2 separate regions of the Zea mays genome follow, and region 1 is linked to region 2. The links are chromatin contacts, called in public Hi-C maps. All regions are on one chromosome and are shown on one strand. The core of a region is the stretch at or near the end of the contact, and the rest is flanking DNA. Distances in the headings are between cores, read along the strand shown. Region 1 has its middle 80 kb from the start of LOC103637181. Region 2 has its middle 20 kb from the start of LOC103637179.

The links. A called contact is a pair of places that touch in the nucleus more often than the background predicts.
Region 1: a contact with region 2 is called in a Hi-C map of ear, with 1.8 times the contacts expected there. The contact joins two enhancer-like sites. A contact is called at or near these places in 2 of 25 Hi-C or Micro-C datasets (ear and tassel).

The regions. Positions count from the first base shown.
Region 1 is chr8:111,213,884-111,217,985 of Zm-B73-REFERENCE-NAM-5.0, reverse strand. No RefSeq gene overlaps it. Among protein-coding and RNA genes, the nearest start is that of LOC103637181, 80 kb to the left of the region's middle. Within about 2 kb of position 1,420, at least 17 of the 20 cell types and tissues checked have an H3K27ac peak or open chromatin away from gene starts, as enhancers often do. A contact at or near this core is called in ear and tassel, where this site is marked.
Region 2 is chr8:111,074,226-111,078,270 of Zm-B73-REFERENCE-NAM-5.0, reverse strand. No RefSeq gene overlaps it. Among protein-coding and RNA genes, the nearest start is that of LOC103637179, 20 kb to the left of the region's middle. Within about 2 kb of position 1,535, at least 17 of the 20 cell types and tissues checked have an H3K27ac peak or open chromatin away from gene starts, as enhancers often do. A contact at or near this core is called in ear and tassel, where this site is marked.

The sequences.
Region 1 (4,102 bases), core at 171-2,670, 140 kb before region 2:
ATCCATAACTCATTAGGTATGTAACAAATTCATAAAGATATTGCACAGGTTTATATTAGAATGTATAGATCGAAACAATAATAACTACTTTTACGAGATACTTGGATTAAATAATAGATTCAATCTCACCATGAGATTGAGTGTGAGATATGAATTCAGTTAATCCAGAATCGGATTAGTCTCGTACTTCCCATGCATAACCACCCCGCCCGTACGGTAGTCGGTAGGGGTGAAAACGGTCGAAAACGATCGGTAAACACAAAAACCATTTTCGTTTTCATATTTTTCCTCGGAAACGAGATCGAAAACGGTAACTCCGGAAACGAAAACGATATCGGTAATTCGGAAACATCGGAAACAAAAGTTCGGTACGAAAATTACACCGGTTACGATCGGAATCTAAAAATTCGATCGGTAAAAACTGTAACTTGTACCCTCAATTAACTTCAAAAATCCACGTAAGTCATACATTTATATAAAATTAATAATAAATATATAAGGTAGCAGGCCACAATAAATATATAAAGTAAGAAATCATAAAACAATAAAATCATTATTATGTATTTAAATAAAGTAGAATCAAGATGTGTATAATGATATGGCACTTACATTCTATTTATACACCTACTACTTGGTATAGTCAATATAATTAGTGTCCTCTTGGTACTTCTTAAGTTCTCATTCAAATTATGAATATATGTATCAAGAGTAATAAGAGGTAAGAAAACATAAATAAGATTTATAAAAGTTTCAGACGATTCTAAACTATATACCATTAGATAGATCTTGATTTTAGAAAAATAATAAAATTAGTTTTATATTTTTCTAAGCTAAGATGAGTTTATTATGAATTTATAAAGATCAGTTCAGATTTAATATTTTTTCTGAAAAATACCGAATTTATTATCGACGGTAAAATACCGAATAAAAACGGTAATTTCCGGAAACGGTCGGAAGAGACCCAAACCGTTTCCGTTTCCGATTTCGAGTTTTTCTACCGATTCCGTTTCCGTATTTTCGGTAACCGTTTCCGTTTAGACCTAAATTTCGGTAAATATTCGAAAACGATTTCCGGTATCCGAAAATTACCGTTTTCGTTTTCATCCCTAGTAGTCGGTCTCTGTTGCTTGCGCATTGCCACGACCCACCCACATACCTTGTGCTGCTAAAATCCCCAGGCGACAGACAGGTGTACGAAAACTGAACAGTCCCGTCGACGCCACTTGTGACGTCACCAACAGTATCGGCAACTGAAGGCATGCCGCGAAGAGAAACACACAGCAGAATCCTGACCATTCAAAAAAACAAAGAACAGGGTCCCGACAGGAGGCGGCCCACGCGCTCGCCCTCACGTGCTGGGCCGGGTGATGGGGATCCGGATCCTGTCCAGCCTGCGCCTGACTGCCCGCCATCCGGCCTCCGATGGCTCCGCGCCCGCGCTTCCCGGCTCCATGTCGCCAGCTAAGCCCACGGGCCCACGGCGCCGCACATCACCTGCTCGCGTCGCTTCCCGACGGCAGCTAGCGTTTGGTTCCGAAACCACCTCGATGGAACGGTTCCGTACAGAGATGTCAATGTGTCCCGAAACTCGATTACCCATATGAAATTCCTCTATTAAAATTAGGATATGAATTAAAATTGATCTCCATAGATATAGATTTGAGAGAAATCATTTCCCTATCGGGTATGGGATACGGGTTTGGGAAGGCTAAACCCGAACCCGATTACCCATTGGACTGTGTTACCCGATTTACTACAGCATCCAGGCTTCTAGGGGAATTCATCTTCGAGCATATGCTTGTCCGTCTGTGGGCTTAAATGATAAAACATGTACTAAGAGATATTTCTATTTACTGTTTGACCATATTTGTGATATGTGGATATGTGGCTACTAGAAGACACTATTTATTTTACATGAGTATGTTGATGAAACTACAAGATATGCATGCTGAAATGCTGAATTGTGTTATGTCCATATATTGAAATTCCGAAATGTTGAATAGTCGGGTCGTGTACGGTTCTGTGGGGGACAGATATCCCCCGGGTCCACTAGAAGGATGAAAGACCTCACGAAAGGTCCAAGGGCCCAATGAATCGTAAGGCCATCCCTTCGTGGGCCTAGGAAGGGACAATCAGTAAAGCAGATCGACGTAAGGCCGGATTGGTGCAAGCCCGGACGGCCCACAGCGTTGAGCAAGCGACCACAACAAGGATCCGACTTTCCCGCGCTGGAGCCCCATGCAGCGGATCCAGGCGAGGATAGGTCGGCAAAATCATAGGAAGATAGACTCAAACAAGTTCACTATCTTTTAGGTGCACATAGTTATCATATCCACGTGTATTGCCCCACGGTCGAATATATAAGGCCTAGGGGGCACCCCTTCAAAACGATCGACCCTATTACTCAGCCGCCCACCTCAACTCTCTGCATTCTCAATTCAGAGAGCTACCTTGTAACCTCATTCACCAAGCATACTCCCCAGGACGTAGGGTGTTACGCATCTCTAAGCGGCCCGAACCTGTAAACATTGTCCACTGTCCCTCGTGCATCTGGCACGAACCATTTTGCTACAGTCGGCGACACCGTCCTACTCCTAAAAACACCTTGAGGGGCAACCCCGGGTGTGCGGTCGGACCCAAAACACTGACAGCTGGCGCGCCAGGTAGGGGGTGTGTCGACGATCCAAGCTAGCTCAATGGCCGTCACCTTCCACAGCAAGATCACCCTCCGTCCCGGATCCGTATTCTGCTTCGGAACAATCTCATCCGTACCAGATGAAGAGGGAACTCTACACCGCATTGCAGATCCGCCGAAAAAGAAGTCTCCTCCAACAAACTCCGAAAATGTCGGAGAAGCGCAACCTCCAGCTCTCCGGAAAAAGATCGCCTTCAGAAAGTCAGGGGCCGAGGGCCCGCTGACCCGGAGAACTCCACTGTCTACTTCCCGACAAAAGAATGGACACAGATCGCGAGGAAGAAGGAGACCAAGGGGAAGCAAGTTGTTCTTTCCGTTCCTCCGCCCTCAAAAGAGAACGGAAAGAAGGTCGCCACGACAGCAGCTCCATTCTATCCCGACGTCCTCTTCATCGGGAGAGTGGAGTCGCCTCCCATCTCCGACGACGAGCCGACCGCACCCAGAGAAGAACCACCTCAACGAGAATCCCGCCGACGGAGAAACCGGCGCCGGAACTGATAGTCGCCTAGAGGGGAGGGTGAATAGGGCGAGACTGAAATTTACAAATATAAACACAACTACAAGCCGGGTTAGCGTTAGAAATATAAACGAGTCCGCGAGAGAGGGCGCAAAACAAATCGCAAGCGAATAAGTAAGTGAGACACGCGGATTTGTTTTACCGAGGTTCGGTTTTCGCAAACCTACTCCCCGTTGAGGAGGCCACAAAGGACGGGTCTCTTTCAACCCTTCCCTCTCTCAAACGGTCCCTCGGACCGAGTGAGCTTTTCTTCTTCTCAATCAAACGGGAACAAAACTTCCCCGCAAGGGCCACCACACAATTGGTGCCTCTTGCCTTAGTTACAATTGAGTTTTGATCACAAGAACAAGTGAGAAAGGAAAAAGCGATCCAAGCGCAAGAGCTCAAAAGAACACGGCAAATCTCTCTCGCTAGTCACTAAAGGCTTGGGTGGAATTGGAGAGGATTTGATCTCTTTGGTGTGTCTAGAATTGAATGCTAGAGCTCTTGTAGTAGTTGGGAAGTGGAAAACTTGGATGATATGAATGGTGGGGTGGTTGGGGTATTTATAGCCCCAACCACCAAAAGTGGCCGTTGGGAGGCTGTCTGTTCGATGGCGCACCTGACAGTCCGGTGCACACCGGACATGTCCGGTGCCCCCGCCACGTCATCACTGCCGTTGGATTCTGACCGTTGGAGCTTCTGACTTGTGGGCCCGCCTGGGTGTCCGGTGCACACCGGACATGTACTGTTCCTTGTCCGGTGTGCCAGTATGGGCGCGCCTGACTTCTGCGCGCGCTGCGCGCGCATTTAATGTGCCGCAGGTAGCCGTTGGCGCGGAGTTAGCCGTTGCTCCGGAGTTGCACCGGACAGTCCGGTGCACACCGGACATGTCCGGTGAATTATAGCGG
Region 2 (4,045 bases), core at 286-2,785:
CTAAAAGCTTGGTCTCTGGGCAAATAAATTACAAGAACTTATTGCAGCCAAAGCCTAGATCTCCATCATGTGTTTCACAACCCCAAGAAGATATACATCATATTTTGCAAGAATTCATAATTTAATTAAGTAGAATTTAATTAAAAAATTCTTTGAGGTGTTAGCGTGATCGTGGCGTCCTACGTGGCTCACATAGCCAGCGAGGAATTACGATGAACCTTGAGGTTCAATCCCCAAAATGCTGAAATTAAATTTCTAACAAGAAATTTAAAGATAATGATCTCCAAAATTTTGGAGTATACCAAATACCACAACCATTCTTTTGTGATGAACACGTGTAGGTAATCACCATGTAGTTGGTACATAGTGTAGACCTCTCAGTGACAGGCGAAACTAATCGCTGCATTAGACATGGTCTCTGGGCAGGATTATTCATGAGAATAAAACGCAGCCAATGTCTATGTCTCTATCACCTTATGTTCAAATTCAAAATAATGAGTGATATACGACAAATTTGTGTAAGATAAATCTTTTGAAAATTTAAATTAAAGAATTCATCGCACATATGAACAATAATCAATGTATGTTTAGAATTATGCATGAAAGCATATATGAAAACATACATAGGTCGTTCATCCAGTTCTTTTATTGCTGGAAGGGGAAGCGCGTGTGCTGCCAGGCTGCAGCATCACATTGATCTACTGCGGACGCGTTCCCACCGAGGTTCGTCGTCTCGGTCTCACAGAGTGTCAGAGTCTGCAGCAATAGTCCAGTGCGCCAGCCGTCTTTCCAATGATTTCTCTTCACATCCGTATGAACACAGACATAGACAACGTGATTGGATGTTGTATCCGTGGGAGCCAGGCCGGCACGAGGTTGGGTGACCAGCGAAGCCTCTCTCCCACATCTCTGCGCGTGTAGACCGAGATGTAAGAAAATAACTAAGCTGCGCCCGCGCATGCAGGCTGTGCTCGGCCCATGCAGGCCACCAATCACATACACGCACATGGTCAACGCACGTGGTGGACCTGGACGCGATCAGCTGGGCATCCAATCACGACGAGAGTAACCATTTAATGCTGGGCATAATGAATCAGACAATGTGATTTCGAAATCCAGATTAAATCAATAGGAATATAGGAGATGGGGACAAGGAAAACAAAACAAAATTCCCCTTCCATCCACCACGGCAACATCAGAACCGGAATGACAGGCCCCATCGCCTATCGTTGATTCCAATACAGATGCATAGTTGCAAACCATACGGTTGGTGGATGGAGTCTGGGCCGAGGCCCTTTGGCGTGCCTCCCGCTCGCGCGATGTCGCCGCCGCCGATAAGTGCCGCGATGGTTGCCCTCAATGGCGCTAACGCCCAGATGGTTGCCCTCTGCGGGGACGTCGCCAACCTCAACTTTGCTGACTCCGCGTGGCCGCCTGGAGTTGAGGTTGTGTCTACGTCGTGGCCTGGACCGCACAGCTCTGGGTGTGCGCCTGCGCCTGCACGCCTGCCCGGTCCTTCGTTGGCTTCGCCCGCGCGTGCCTAATCGTGGTCGTGGCTGGCCCGCACCGCCGGGAGCGCTGGGCCGAGGCCACGGTAGCCCACGCTAGGACGCCGCTCACCGTGACGGACACTTGTCGCGCCTTCGCTCACCCGGTGGAGATTGGCAACCGACTGCGACGAGGTTGTTGTGCCTAAAAATTTTCAGTAGAGAGTAGAGGTGCTGATAACGTGTTAAAGCGTAGTGAAAACGAGACACAGATAATAGAGAAAATGACAGTCATCGATTGTATTCTAGAGATCATTACATTTATATACAAGTGAAGGTGTATATCCCAAGGGTGTGTGTTCTTTGGGGGAAAACTGTCGCACCCCTTAAATTGATCACATATGTAATATCTTGTAACAAATTTGCGTGTTCCAACAAGCAGAGCATTTCCAACACCAGCAGGCTGCTGCATACTGTGTCAGTGTGGCATGCGTAGCTAGACATGTCCAAACGGGTGGGCCGTGCCGGCCCGGCACGGGCCCGCCTTCGGCCCGGCACGTTTTGGCCCGGCACGTTTCAGCCCGTTAGGGTGACGGGCCGTGCCGGGCTGGGCCACCGTGCCACATCCCAGGCCCAGGCACGGCCCGCACATAGCCGGGCCGTGCCGGGCCGGCCCGCAACCCGTTAAGGCCCGCCGTGCTTTGACCGGGTGGGAAGAAAATGAAGTAAAAAAAAGACAGAAAATTCACTTTGCTAGGATTCGAACCTTGGTTGGAGCATTGGAATGCCTAGCTACACCACTCTAGCCAACTAAACCAAACTTATTTTGTGTCTAAACTATTAAAGTTGCTTCTAATATACAAATAAATGCTCTGAAAAATAAAATAAAAAACCGGGCCGTGCTCGGGCCGGCACGGCGTGCCACGGCAGCGGCCCAAGCCCGGCCCGACTAACGGACCGTGCCGGCCCGAGCCCGTCAACCACCGGGCCGTGCCGTGTTCGTGACGGGCCAAAACCGTGCCGTGCCACGGGCCGCCCGATGGGCACGGCCCATTTGGACATCTCTATGCGTAGCATCCTCCGTGCCACGCAACGCAAATGCGCGCGGCCGGCGCATGATGGTGTATGGGCCTTCAGGCGCACTGCACGTGCGCCGGCGCAGCGCCCGGGTTCTGTCGTACCAGCGACCCAGCGTGCATGTGGGTGCTGTCATTGTGAGGCCGGTGGTGAGGCTGAAAAGCATGCATCATTGGTACGGTACCTTTTGCAATCAGCATGCATGCCGGCCGGTCGACCGCCCTGGTAGGGAAGGGAACGGAGCTGTTTATTCGCTCCATTGATTACATGGCATGCTGGGGACGGAGTTAGGGGCTCTTGCGTTTTTATTTGGAAGCTAGTAGCTCCCATTCGAGTTTGAATCCTAGATACTAGTGTTAGCATGCATGTCTTAATGATCAACAGGGTACGTGTACGCGTACGTGGTGCTGTATACCAGGCACCATGCATGATTACATTCACTACGTATGATTGTACAATGTACACTTGCCCTCCGAACCCCGGAGCAAATCAAGCACTAGGAACATTGCTAGCCGTTGACACGTAAATTATAATTAGCAGAAAAAAGAAGAAGAGCGTTGTACGGTCTGTAGTAAGCAAGACCAGTTCCCTAACCCAACTAGACAGGTAGTCCACCAAGCCGTCCAATCAATGGTAGTACACTGCTGACGGTGCTCTCTACGGGACCACGTACGGTCCACGGCATAGGGACGAACGATCCATGGCTTGGGCGCACGAGCGGCTTCTTCTCTGCGTACGTCCGAACGGTCCACGCTCTGGGCCGAAATGTCCGTGATGGCGTAAGATCCTCTTCCTTCTCACCAGGCTCTGGGTCGGTAGGTCACCCGGGGCACCCTAGACGACGTAGAGTCACCTAGAGACAATTGACGAAGATAATGTAAGAGATGAGTGGATCTTGCCCCTTAGGGAGGCCAGATCCTGGGTCGTCATATGGAGACGGCAGGCCACCCAAGACGGATCTAGATGACATAGAGTAGAATAGGGGTAGAGATGGATATACAGAAAACTAGAACTAGGACTACTCTACATCCACGCCTAGGGCAGGAATAGTAAATAAAGTAAATTGGTTCGATTGGAATGTGTTCGAGGGTTCTCAATCGGCTGTACCCCTTCATATATATAGCCATATAGGGGGTATGGACCCGTTCCTAGGTGATAGCCAACATATCTCACGTGATTAGATGGATAACCATGCACGAGATAAGAATAATCGTCCGAGTTAATCTGATCGCGAGGGCGTGGACCGTCCGGGCCTTCGGGCTGAACCGTCCGCCAGTTTTGGTTCAACACATGTCCCCTGTCTTTTGGTGGAGCTTGGCGAACCAAAAGCACCAGCGCACTTCGGAAACAATAGATCCCATGACTTATTATGTTTCCGAAGTAAGTACTCAGCTCGAAGCAAGTCATCGGCTCTTGTGATCAGATAATGTAAATATTTGATAGAACTTTGATGCACAGAGGCCGTTTCGAATTGCCTCCTC